Regions from separate parts of the Mus musculus genome. Here all the other regions are linked to region 1. A link is a contact called in public promoter capture Hi-C data. All regions are on one chromosome and are shown on one strand. The core of a region is the stretch at or near the end of the contact, and the rest is flanking DNA. Distances in the headings are between cores, read along the strand shown. Region 1 holds the start of Dgkeos (diacylglycerol kinase, epsilon, opposite strand). Region 2 holds the start of Mks1 (MKS transition zone complex subunit 1). Region 3 holds the start of Hlf (hepatic leukemia factor).

Region 1 (3,557 bases), core at 157-2,656:
CACGGATGTGTTTGATCACATGTGGACCGGAAGTAAATCAGGTGAACTCTTATCCCTGGGGTTGTTTTGGTTCGGGTTTTTGTTGTTGTTGTTGTTTGGTTGGGTTTTTTTTGTTTGTTTGTTTTTGTTTTTGTTTTTCAAGACAGGGTTTCTCTGAACAGCCCTGGCTGTCCTGGAACTCACTTTGTAGACCAGGCTGGTCTCGAACTCAGAAATCTGCCTGCCTCTGCCTCTCGAGTGCTGGGATTAAAGGCGTGCGCCACCACTGCCCGGCTTGTTTGGTTGGTTTTGCATTGTTTTGTTTGTTTTGTTTGTCTTATTGTGTATCCCTAGTTGACCAAGAACTCGTGATAATCCCTCAGTAGAGAATAAGACCACTACCACAATTTAAAACCAAATTTAATGTAAGCTTTAATTAAATACTGGCCAAGGTGATGGACTCTCTGGCCAAGTTCATCTCGGGGTTCCCAGAGAATGGCCTCAAGTCGTGCTTTGCACGGGCTTAAAAAGGCAAAACCCACAATTCACTGCATTTCCCGTCTGGTTCAACTGGGGGCAAGCGTAAATCTTGATGTATTTCCTGCCTACATGTGACCCTGATTTACTTCCGGTCCACATGTAATCAAACACATCCGTGCAGATGGGTCAAACAAACACAAGACAAACAGGAACTTATCCTTAAATACAAACAGAACTCTTAACCTGTATGCTTTATTTTTCCTGTTTTGGTCCTCACACTATGTAGATCAGGCTGGCCCTGAACTCACAGAGGTCCATCCACATGTGGGCCACATGTCCAGTTATTTTATTATTTTATTATATTTATATAATACACTGGTAACTTTTGGCAGTCTTTGACTTGTGTTCTGAATGAACATAACACCTTCAAAAGAGCCAGTTTTCTCCATCCAGGATTCCCCGATATCCATAATCATGCCAATTCCACCTTCACCGTTGAAGAAGGGGATCAGGCTAAAGGTCAAATACTGTTAAGTCACTTATGGTAGAACTTCCTTTGGTTCTGAACTTTTGATAGTCAACCATGTACTTACTCCGCCCCTGATTTCCCTAAACCATGCCTCATTCCACACCATCTTATCCGTTCCTCTGCTCATCCTTTCCTAGATGGTCCAGACCCTTGAAGTCTTTCAACTTTCCAAGCCACCTCTTAGCCTCCGCCACGCCCTCATACCTGACCCCCTCCCACCCAAGGGGAGCGCCGCCGCGAGCCCCGCCCTACACCTGGTCCCGCCTACAAATTTTATCAGCGCAGACTCCGCCTTCCTCTAGCTCCGCCCACCATCGGAAAGCACCGCCATTGGCTTTGTCCTACCTGGCCCCGCCCAAGTTGTGGGCGCGTCAGGCCCCTCCCAGCCCTCGCCGAGCTGCCGGCCGGCGTGCGGACTGCGCAGGTGCGCTTCTCAAGCGCGGCCTCCTCATCCCACGCAGATCTCGCGGCCTGAGGGTGGGACGGCGGCCGGAGGCTTGGCTGTAGGTGGTACCGGCGACCGCGAGAGCGAACTGGGGGGTTGGGGGGGGGGTCTCCGGAGACCTCGCGAGAGAGGCACGGGCGAGGCTCAGCGCGACAGCCGTTGTGAACGCAGTGGCCGCGAGCCAAGCCTGTACTGCACGGAGCCCGCGGGTGCGACCTGCGCCTTTCCCGGGGCCGAGGCCACGCGCAGCCTCGGGACGAGCCGCAACCCCACGCAGTGAATCCGAAGGCAAGCCTTCTGGACCCGGCGCTCCATAGGCCACGCCTGGGCCTGAGAAGATGGAGGGGGACCAGCGGTCCGGCCCACCCGCCCAGAGCCTGCTCCCTGATGGCCACTTGGTCCTATGGACGCTGTGCTCCGTGCTGTTGCCGGTGTTCATCACTTTATGGTGTAGCCTGCAGCGGTCGCGCCGGCAGCTGCACCGCAGGGATATCTTCCGCAAGAGCAAGCATTGCTGGCGTGACACCGACCTGTTCAGCCACCCCACCTACTGCTGCGTGTGCGCGCAGCACATCCTGCAAGGAGCCTTCTGCGACTGCTGTGGGCTCCGCGTGGACGAGGGCTGCCTCAAGAAGGTCGACAAGCGCTTCCCGTGCAAGGAGATCATGCTCAAGAACGACAAGGCCGCAGATGCCATGCCCCACCACTGGATCCGCGGCAACGTGCCCCTGTGCTCTTACTGTGTATTCTGCAGGCAGCAGTGTGGCAGCCAGCCTAAACTGTGCGATTACAGGTATGGCTTTTATGGGAGGCAGGATTGTAAACAGTGGGTGGTGAGACCTAAATTCATCTCAGCAAATGGCCCAAACTATTCACGGCATCCCTGGCGTTTGAAGCAAGTCTCATGTAGATGTTGGTTGGTGTTTTTGTTTGTTTTTATTTTTGTTTTTACCCTTTGTGAGACAGTCTCTCCCCTGTGGCCCGGGCTAGCCTCAAACTCACTAAGGATAGCAGATGACCTTGAACTTTTAATGCTTCGCCTCCCCGTGCTGAAAATACAGGTTTGCATCACCTGAACCAGTTCATGAGGTGCTGGGTATCCAACCCAAAAGCCTTAAGCATGTTATTCAAGCTCTCTAACAACTGAATTCCACCACCAACACCACCCCTAAATTCCCACCCCTGCCAAGGCTCTTAATTTTCATCAAAGGCCTGTTTAAGTGCTGCCTGGCTCGTGGCTACTCTGTAGCATCCCACTTTACATAAGGAAGAATGAAGGGTACACAAAGAACCTTATGCCAGTCACAAAACCAATTTGTTCTTGATTTGGAACTATGAAAACAAGGGTCAACCCAAAGCAGGGCTTTAAATTTCTGTAGCTATTGTAGCGATTGGTGTCATAGTCAAGTGTTTGACACACAAGACGGGAAAGGAGATTTACGTTTTCCACTCATTTATTTATGGGGTGTGGGGGTGCAAAGTGAGCTCCCTTCGAGTTCTGTGGCTCCTAACTCATCAGGCTGTTGGGCTCTCTCCCCAGTCTTGAAAGGACATTTCTGTTGTCAGATCTTTCAGGACTAAGTGTCAGATGAGTCACCTGAGCTAACCTGACTGCTTTCCTGGCTTCAGCATGCACACTGAACAAGGAATCTTGCGCGGTGAAATGCTGTGTGGAACAGGCTTCCTATTGGAAGGGATTGTAGGTATTGGAAGCTGGTGGACAGCAGAGCTGCCCTGCAGATTATCTCCTCCTCACTGGTTCCACACTTGAGAAAGCTGAAGATAAAGTGGGGCTGGTTCCCCAAGACTTCCAACACCCAGCCTTGTCAGAGCCTTGTCTGGTCTTCACTGCCCAACAGGCTTTATTTTGGACAAATAGAAACTCCCACACACGCTTTCAAGTTAATAGCTCTGAAGCTACTGTGAGTGCTTTCGCGTTGCATGTGTGTGTTGGTGTTGGTATCTGTACACAAGTGCAGATACCCACAGCGGCCACAAGGAGGTATCGGCCTCCCCTGGAGCTGATGTTGTAAGCCTTCCCAGCGTGGGTGCTGGGGATCAAAGGGCCCTGTGTGAGAGCAGTTGCACACATTTATAACCGTTGAGCCATCTCTCCTTTCTGTC
Region 2 (3,981 bases), core at 1,425-3,924, 1.2 Mb after region 1:
AATGGATTGTTCTAGACCCTGCCCATCTATGTCATCAATTCCTATGCTATCAGGTCCCATGGGCCCTCTGACAGGCAGAAGGACATCACCTGCATCTGCCCACTGCAGCCTGGCTGCCAGCAGCTTCCAGCAGCTTCTAGAACCATCTATGTTCTATATCGCCCCATTTACTGGGCTTTCCACTTACAACCTAGAGCCAGCGAGGCTAGAAAACCAGGGGAGACAAACAAGAAAGCAATGAGGGCCCAGAAGGAATGATACCTCTTCCAAGTCGGTGTATCTATCCGAGTCAGTGTAAGTGAAGATTCGCCGGTTTTTCCTGCCGCCAGAATTCTCCAGTTTCAAGATCTCTTGGCGGTACTGATGATCCAGTGGGCTCTGGCACGCGGATTCATTTTGGTACAGGTCGACTTCAAACTGAGGTCACCACAAAGAAACAGATCAGCTGGGACTACCTCAAACTTCGGTTCCTGCAGCTACTGAACCAAATCACTTCTAGCGCTAGCTGACACGTTTTGAAAACCGACTGTCACTTTGTTCAAAAAATGAAGGGCAGGGGGAAAAAAATCTAAGAATATTCGAGTTAAAAGGATCCAAGCTGATGTTCTAATCCAACCTTGTTGCTAGAGATGTTATAGAGCCCGGAGATGGGGAGTGCCTTACCTAGAACGCTAAACTGAACATGGCAGCCGTTATATTACAATAGCCACATAAACATAACATAAACATAAGTATAAGCCACCACAACCTTTCCTGGAGATGAGTTTGACGGTATGAGTCACTGGCCCGGTGGGAGTCAGGTAGGTGGAGGTAGACTGAAGACAAGAAATGCTGGCTCACCTGGCTAAAGAGCTTTTCCTGCCATCCAATTACAACCTCTTCCTCCTCTTCTTCGTCAGGGCGGTGTCCACCTCCAAACACAACAGAGTGAGTCAGACCAGCAACATTTCTTCCTCTCTGGTTGATTACAACCAGTGTTCCTATTCTTGTCTCATTTGGGTTTTAAAATTTTTTGCTATTGTTGTTTGGAAGTGTCTCATTCTGCAGCCCGGTCTGACCTCACATTCCAGATCCTCCTGCCTCGGCAGAAAAACGCTGACATTACACGTGTATACCACCAGGTCTGCCTTCAAAGTCCCTACTCACATTGACCGCAAACCCCACTGGAATTTAGTGACTCACTAAGCGCTCACTCTAAACATAGAATGCAGGTGGTGGACATACTTTGGTTAATACTAGAAGCAAGATTAGGGCCTGAGGTGTCCTAATCATTACTCTAATTTGAATAAAAGGTAGCTCTGCCTTCCAAGAAACATTCTCTAGTCCCGTATAAGGCACTAGAGTTTAGCTAGAGGCTGAAGGGCCAGCCCTTCCTCAATCCTGGCTGAATTTGCTAGATAAGGACCCTGATGTTTTTCTGAAACCACCACCGAATCATCCAGAAACACAAGATGCATGATTTGTGATCTGCCAGGCTACCCTTTTTGCCTAAGAATATTTCTGAGTAGAAAGAACAATGACAAAAGCATGAAAAATTATTGGCCAAACACGACGGTCCTGTCCTTTCTTTTGGCTTTCAAGGCAAGAGGAAAAAATCATATTTTCGTGCAAACTCCTGTTTTAAAATTGTTTTTTAAGTGTATTTATACATACATTTGGAGTTTGGAACATATTTCTCTTAGAAGTCCTTTCCCCATCCCCCAAGTCACAACTCGGGTAAGATGGCTCAAGCCCCAGGATTCATCTGGTGAAGAGATAACTGAACTGGTTCGCAAAAGTTATCCCCTGAACTTCACTCTCGCACTGTGGCATGGGCGTGCACACACACACAAAAGTAAATTACAATGTAAAAAAATAAATAAATAATAAAAAATTAAAAAGATGATTGCCCAGGTTCATTCAAATGCTTCTATATTCCTCGGCTAGGTGACACTGGGCAATAAACTCAACCTCTCTGAGCCTTCCGTTCCTCCTCTGTACCTCTACTGCCCCGCACCCCTGCCTTAGTCTCAAATGAATGTAGCGTCATCACAAACACCCACTAGCAGCTTGCGGAGGCCTAAAAGTGGCCAAGTCTATGAGGTCCTTCCCCATCTGGGCAGCAGGCTGGTAATGAAGGAAGTTGCTTGATGTGATTCTTTGCAGATGAACTCTGTCAAGAGAAGAGAAGCCCCAAATACGCGTGTCAGAGACACACAGCAAGGAGATATACAGAGCATGAATCGGGGAAAGAAATCACAGAGGCAGAGAAGTCAAGGCTGCTGCAAAGAAGAGGTGGGTAGGGGCGTCTGCTGGATAAATCAGCACAGGGACCCGAGGGGTTTGAAAGTGGCGAGAACTTGAAGGGACTTGGGCAGGGTGAATCTGAAAGGTGTACTTGGAAGCTTTCAGTGGAAAAAGATCCTGATAACAAGACGCGCGCAGAGATGGCAGAGGAAGTAGTTGGGATTGTAAGCGGAAGTAGGGGCCTCTGAGCATCTAAAAGCTTAGGGTGGAATAAAGTTAGGGGGCCTCGGAGCATAAAGTTAGGGGGCCCTGAAACTGGGGTCGAGTGACTACCGGAGGCGCAGGTTGCGCACGGGGTCCCGGGAGCGATACACGGCCTCGCCGGTGTCAGTGCTCCAGACCGCTTCCGCCATGACAGCTGCTTCGCGCTGCGACCGCGCCGGAAAGCGTGGTGCCTCGTTCCCCTGGCAACGGAGACGCTGGCTTCTTAGGCAAGGGAGGCGCTGCGCGCGCAGCTCTCCACGTCTGCGGGAGCCAGTCCCTAGCCTGGCAGCGGGACCCTCAGCTGTCCTGTGTGAGTAAAGCTCACCTCCACCCAAGGTGAAAGTTGGTGCACTGCACAAAAGAGAAAACCGCCATCAGCTACTTTGTTTAGGTGCAAAAATGGTGATGGTGGCCAGAACCAGGTGACCTGAGTCCTTACTTTCTGATCAAACACTGCCTTCCACTGAACATTTGAAAACTTCGGCCTAGGGGGCGTGGAGAAATGGCTTAGTGGTTAAGAGGTTAGTGACTGGACTTTCAGAGGAACTAGCAGGCCCAGATGGCCACTCACACCTGTCTCTACTCCAGTTCCAAAGGGTCAGACACCTTGCCGCCTTACAGTACACATGTGTTGCACAAACATGTTCACCATTATGCATAAAATAAATTTAAAAAAATTTAAGGAGAGAAAACTCAGGCCTAAACAGTTGGTGGATATGACTAAAAGGACATGCAAACAAAAATTAAAAAACAGCCGGGCAGTGGTAGCGCACGCCTTTAATCCCAGCACTTGAGAGGCAGAGGCAGGCAGATTGCTGAGTTCGAGGCCAGCCTGGTCTACAGAGTGAGTTCCAGGACAGCCAGGGCTATACAGAGAAACCCTGTCTCAGGAAAAAGAAAAGAAAAGACAGGAAAAGAAAAGAGAAAGAAGAAGGAGGAGGAGGAGGAGGAGGAGGAGGAGGAGGAGGAGGAGGAGGAGGAGGAGGAGGAGGAGGAGGAGGAGAAGAAGAAGAAGAAGAAGAAGAAGAAGAAGAAGAAGAAGAAGAAGAAGAAGAAGAAGAAGAAGAAGAAGAAGAAGAAGAAGAGAAAGAAAGAAAAAGAAAAAAAGAAAGAAAACATTCCTGGAAGAAAAAAAACCTGTGGGGCAGGTATATTAGTAGTTTTGTTGGTATGCACTGAGCCAGAGAAATAAAAAACAAGGAAGCCAGCAGAAAGGAAGGAAAGGGTGTTTTCCCTGGGGCATGTTGGTTCTGGATTATTAACCAGTTAAGACTCCGAGCCAGCCCCTGAAAAACCACCAGAGTGACATTCAGAAGTCATGGTTCACTGGCACATCCAAGGAAAGATGGTATAAGTTTAATTCCGGCAGTTTGGCAATATCAATATTGACAATTAGTATTTGACGGTTGCTACTTATTCATCCGAATAAGCAATTGTTGCCTGGCCTGGGACATTTCATGGCCATCCGATTATAGAGCAGAGAAATCATGA
Region 3 (3,588 bases), core at 609-3,108, 1.3 Mb before region 1:
AATCCACTGAATAATCTCTTCAGCTTCCAGCGGAGTCCCTTCTTTTCTGAGAAGCAAACCGACTGAAGGGTTGGGAAGTTTATGAGGGACCACTGGCTCCAAGCTCACCTCAGGCGCTTCTCTGCACTCTCCTTCCAGTAACAGATGCCCACGTCAGCTCTCTCTGTTACTGGGTTTTGGAGTCCAGACTTTGTGTGCTTCTATGGCATCCTTTCCCTGGTATAGCCAGGTCTTATCCATCCATCATCTCACCAGCCCCAGCCCAGTCAATGGCATGCAGTGGTGCTCACTGAATGTACACCGCATCCACCCCAGGGCTCATGTTTCTGGGATCTGACATCACAAGAGCATCTCAGAATGTCATCTTACCATTCACTTTGCCCAGGTGTTAGCAGGAGGAAATGAAGGCCACGGGACCAGCCGTCCATTTACCCGGAAACTTCTGCTCAGAGAAAGAGTCAGGGCTACTTATCATGAACTTCCAGTGCCCTTGGCCAGGGTCCGGAATTTCCTGAATTTTAGATTTCTCTTCTCTCCTTTCTTATCTCTCATTTTTTGGTAGTGGGGTGGGGGAGGGGCATCCCAGTAATATTTGCACCCCAGGAACCCAGTCTATGTTCACAAAAGCCTTTCTGCCTCATTGAAAAGCTTCTTGCAGACCCTTCCCCACAGGTCTGAGGAGACAGCTCACTGTGATATAGAACTAGCTAGACATGGGTAAGGCCATACATTCAACCATCAGTACTGCAAAAACCATCCCACATGCTCCTCCACGGGTCAGGGGGACTTAGTGCTGGATAGAAATGTGTAATTGGTGGGTGGGTGGGGGTGGAAAGTGGAAAGAGAAGCGTGGAGATGCGGTTCGTGTGTCTCAGTTCTCCTGGCTGGGGAGGCAGAATGCCTACATTCCAATCCATCCACTCCGCCAAGGTGTTCTCCCCCACACCCTCAGCAGCAAGGTCAAAAAACTGGCCTTTTCACAGCCTTCAAAAGGCCAGAGGGATGTGCTGCAGCCACAAACAAGATTCCCCTAATCTTTTAACAAAGAGTTTACAAATTTATTTTAATTAGTATTCAGACCTTCTAAGTTAGCCTAATTACAGCCATGCTGGGCCTTTTAAATACTCCTAACTTTCATTCCTTGTGTTTAAGTCTCTCCTGCTTTCCTTCCATTGCAAGCAAATGTCTGTCTTGTTAATTCCCTCGGACAGCGTGGGAGACAGTTCACTTCAGTCTGCAGCTCCTGTCTCCATTCTACGTTTTTGCACATTGTTTGGAATTCAGGAAAGTTGATATCTTAGGTCGGATATGCAGTGGGGCTAGAAGGAAAGTACTAAGCTCACCAGGAGCGAGGAGGAGAAATATCCAGAAGTCATTCGCTTCAAGTCTATCCAAATCTCCTAAACTTGTCCTGGGGAGCTTTAAAAAACATTGCTAGCCAGGACATCGCCCCGGGGGTTGGGGGTTCTAATTTAAGTCCGGAATGCCACTTGGCCATCTTTTAAAAATCATCTTCTTTTAAAATCACCAATTTATTTCCACATTGCAAACCACTGACACGAATTTCTCATTGTTCTGCTCTGGGGGGCGGGGGGGGGGAACGGAGGGGGAAGGGCTCGCGTGCAAAAGGAGTCAGGGTGAGAGTTAGCGCGCGTTATTCCCAGCGCAAGGCAGAGAGTGAAGCAGGAAATCTGGCACCTGTGCTTTTCGCAGCCCACCAACGCCGCAAGGGCCGGAAAAACAGCGCGTGCGGCGATGCTACACACGCAGCCCTGGGGGGGCGGGGTGGATGGGCGGGCCCGATTTGGGCCCCGCCCCTGCACGCCTATCGGCGCGCGGTGCGGGCCCTGACGTCACTCTTGTCAGGGCAGCGGCACATGGACTGCCTGATGCGCTGAGCCCGGCGCTGCGGGGCCGCGGAGCGCGGGGAGCAGCGGCCGCGGCGGGGAGGGGGGTGGGGCGGGACGGCACAGCCTCCGGTGCTCGCGCGAGGGGCCGGGGCCCGCGCTTTGCCTTCTGCTCATCTGCAGCCGTCTACGTTTTCAAAATTTCTCTCTTTCCTTTTTCCCCCCACCTCCTTGCAATTTTGAACATTTTGCAAGACTGAGTGTTGGAGGCAGGTGAGAAAGCATCCTGCACTGGGTCGGAGGAGTCCGCGGCGCTAGATGCGCCTTCCCTGGACTGTCGGCACTGAGAACACGAAAGTTTTTTTGTTTTTGTTTTTGTTTTTTTTTGATATTTGTATGCTGATGTATTTACAAAGACAGAAGTGATTTTTTTTTTTCTTCCTTGTCTGCACTGTTTTGAAAGCGAGTACTTTTGGTTGGCAAAGGACGGAGGAAACAAAGCTCATCAACATTTCGGGGCGGCGATTGGCCTTCTTTTTAAAAAGACAATTGAGTGCATCACGATGGAGAAAATGTCCCGACAGCTCCCCTTGAACCCCACCTTTATCCCGCCTCCCTACGGCGTGCTCAGGTCCCTGCTGGAGAACCCGCTGAAGCTCCCCCTTCATCCTGAAGACGGTGAGCGTTGCCTCGGCAGCTGGGCTCAGGGAAGGGACTACACTCCCAGGGACCCCCCTAGTCGGCTGGGAGGGCACCAGCATCTTTCTTCCCCTCGCCTTGCTTTAGTGAAATTGGGGGGCTTACTCCCTCTTTCTCCTCAATGCAAAGGGGATCCCTCCGGGGCAACATTTGAAATAGCGCTGGGAACCTGGCTCGCCTGCCTTTCTAGGTCTGTCCTCCTGCAGCGCAGGTGACAGGTGAACTTGACAGGTCAGGATCGCTGCTTTGAGTGACAGGGTGTGCGCTTCCCTGGGAGACTAGTGTCTCTGGGACTGGAGAGGAGAAAGGGCGGGAGGTGGCTGGTTGGAGCCTGGCAGAGAGGGGGGGGTCAAAGTAAATGGGGGTTCTCACTCGGCGGCAGCCTGAATATTCGGATCGTGTTAGTGTTTTGTGTTGTGAACTCACGCGGCATGAGCGGAGAGGCGCTTTCTCCCGCAGACCCGCAATTCACAAAGCGGGGTGGGGGTGGGGGGAGTGGTCTGTCGGCGGGAAGCGGTGCACGCCTCCAGCGCTGACACTTTCCCGGTGCTCTCTTCCCGGTGGGAGGGGAGAGCTGAGCAGGCTCACGTGTAACCGCGTGCAGGAGCCTCCTCTGGCTTGAGCCCTTTCTTGGTAAGTCTCAAACCTTCCCTAGGCAACCGTGGCTTGGAGCTAAGGAGACGGGTAGGGGGATATGGTGGGGAGTGGGGGGGGGGCTGGGGGTAGATGCATGTGAGACCTAGCTGGGAACGCAATTGATGCCAGAACGGATTTGTGTTTTGGGCCGGTGCAGTTTCTTGCCTTTGGTGTTATCACAGTGACAGAAGCGAATTATGCTGCTCCTGCATAAATTCTTGAAAAGATTATTTGGCTGGAAATAGCTTCGGGGTGTTTGCATCAATTTCCCTGGGAGAGAACGCCTGTTGCATTGCAAGAGTTGCTGGTGCTTGATTGCGCGTGCAGACCGCCCCCCACCCCCAATACCCTCCCGCACTGCTTCTTAAGGAGTAGCATTTGGGAGAAATCTGCGGATGCGTTAGGC

Evidence for each region. Promoter capture Hi-C pulls out the DNA fragments that hold promoters and counts their contacts.
Region 2: a contact with region 1 is called in a promoter capture Hi-C map of pre-B cells, with 2.1 times the contacts expected there. The contact joins the promoter of Mks1 here to the promoter of Dgkeos in region 1. A contact is called at or near these places in 2 of 39 promoter capture datasets (the C10 cell line and pre-B cells).
Region 3: a promoter capture Hi-C map of hippocampal neurons shows a contact between it and region 1, with 4 times the contacts expected there. The contact joins the promoter of Hlf here to the promoter of Dgkeos in region 1. A contact is called at or near these places in 1 of 39 promoter capture datasets (hippocampal neurons) and 1 of 115 datasets of contacts at active chromatin or transcription factors (large pre-B cells).

The regions. Positions count from the first base shown.
Region 1 is chr11:89,058,600-89,062,156 of GRCm38.p6, reverse strand. Dgkeos (diacylglycerol kinase, epsilon, opposite strand) reads right to left here and starts at 1,406. Exons shown (of 4, transcript NR_110336.1): 1 at 1,334-1,406. It overlaps Dgke (diacylglycerol kinase, epsilon), which reads left to right and starts at 1,409. Exons shown (of 11, transcript NM_019505.4): 1 at 1,409-2,226. The coding sequence starts at 1,772.
Region 2 is chr11:87,851,908-87,855,888 of GRCm38.p6, reverse strand. It overlaps Mks1 (MKS transition zone complex subunit 1), which reads right to left and starts at 2,674. Exons shown (of 18, transcript NM_001039684.3): 1 at 2,560-2,674; 2 at 2,043-2,152; 3 at 841-911; 4 at 262-417. The coding sequence starts at 2,639.
Region 3 is chr11:90,389,187-90,392,774 of GRCm38.p6, reverse strand. It overlaps Hlf (hepatic leukemia factor), which reads left to right and starts at 1,858. Exons shown (of 4, transcript NM_172563.3): 1 at 1,858-2,525. The coding sequence starts at 2,411.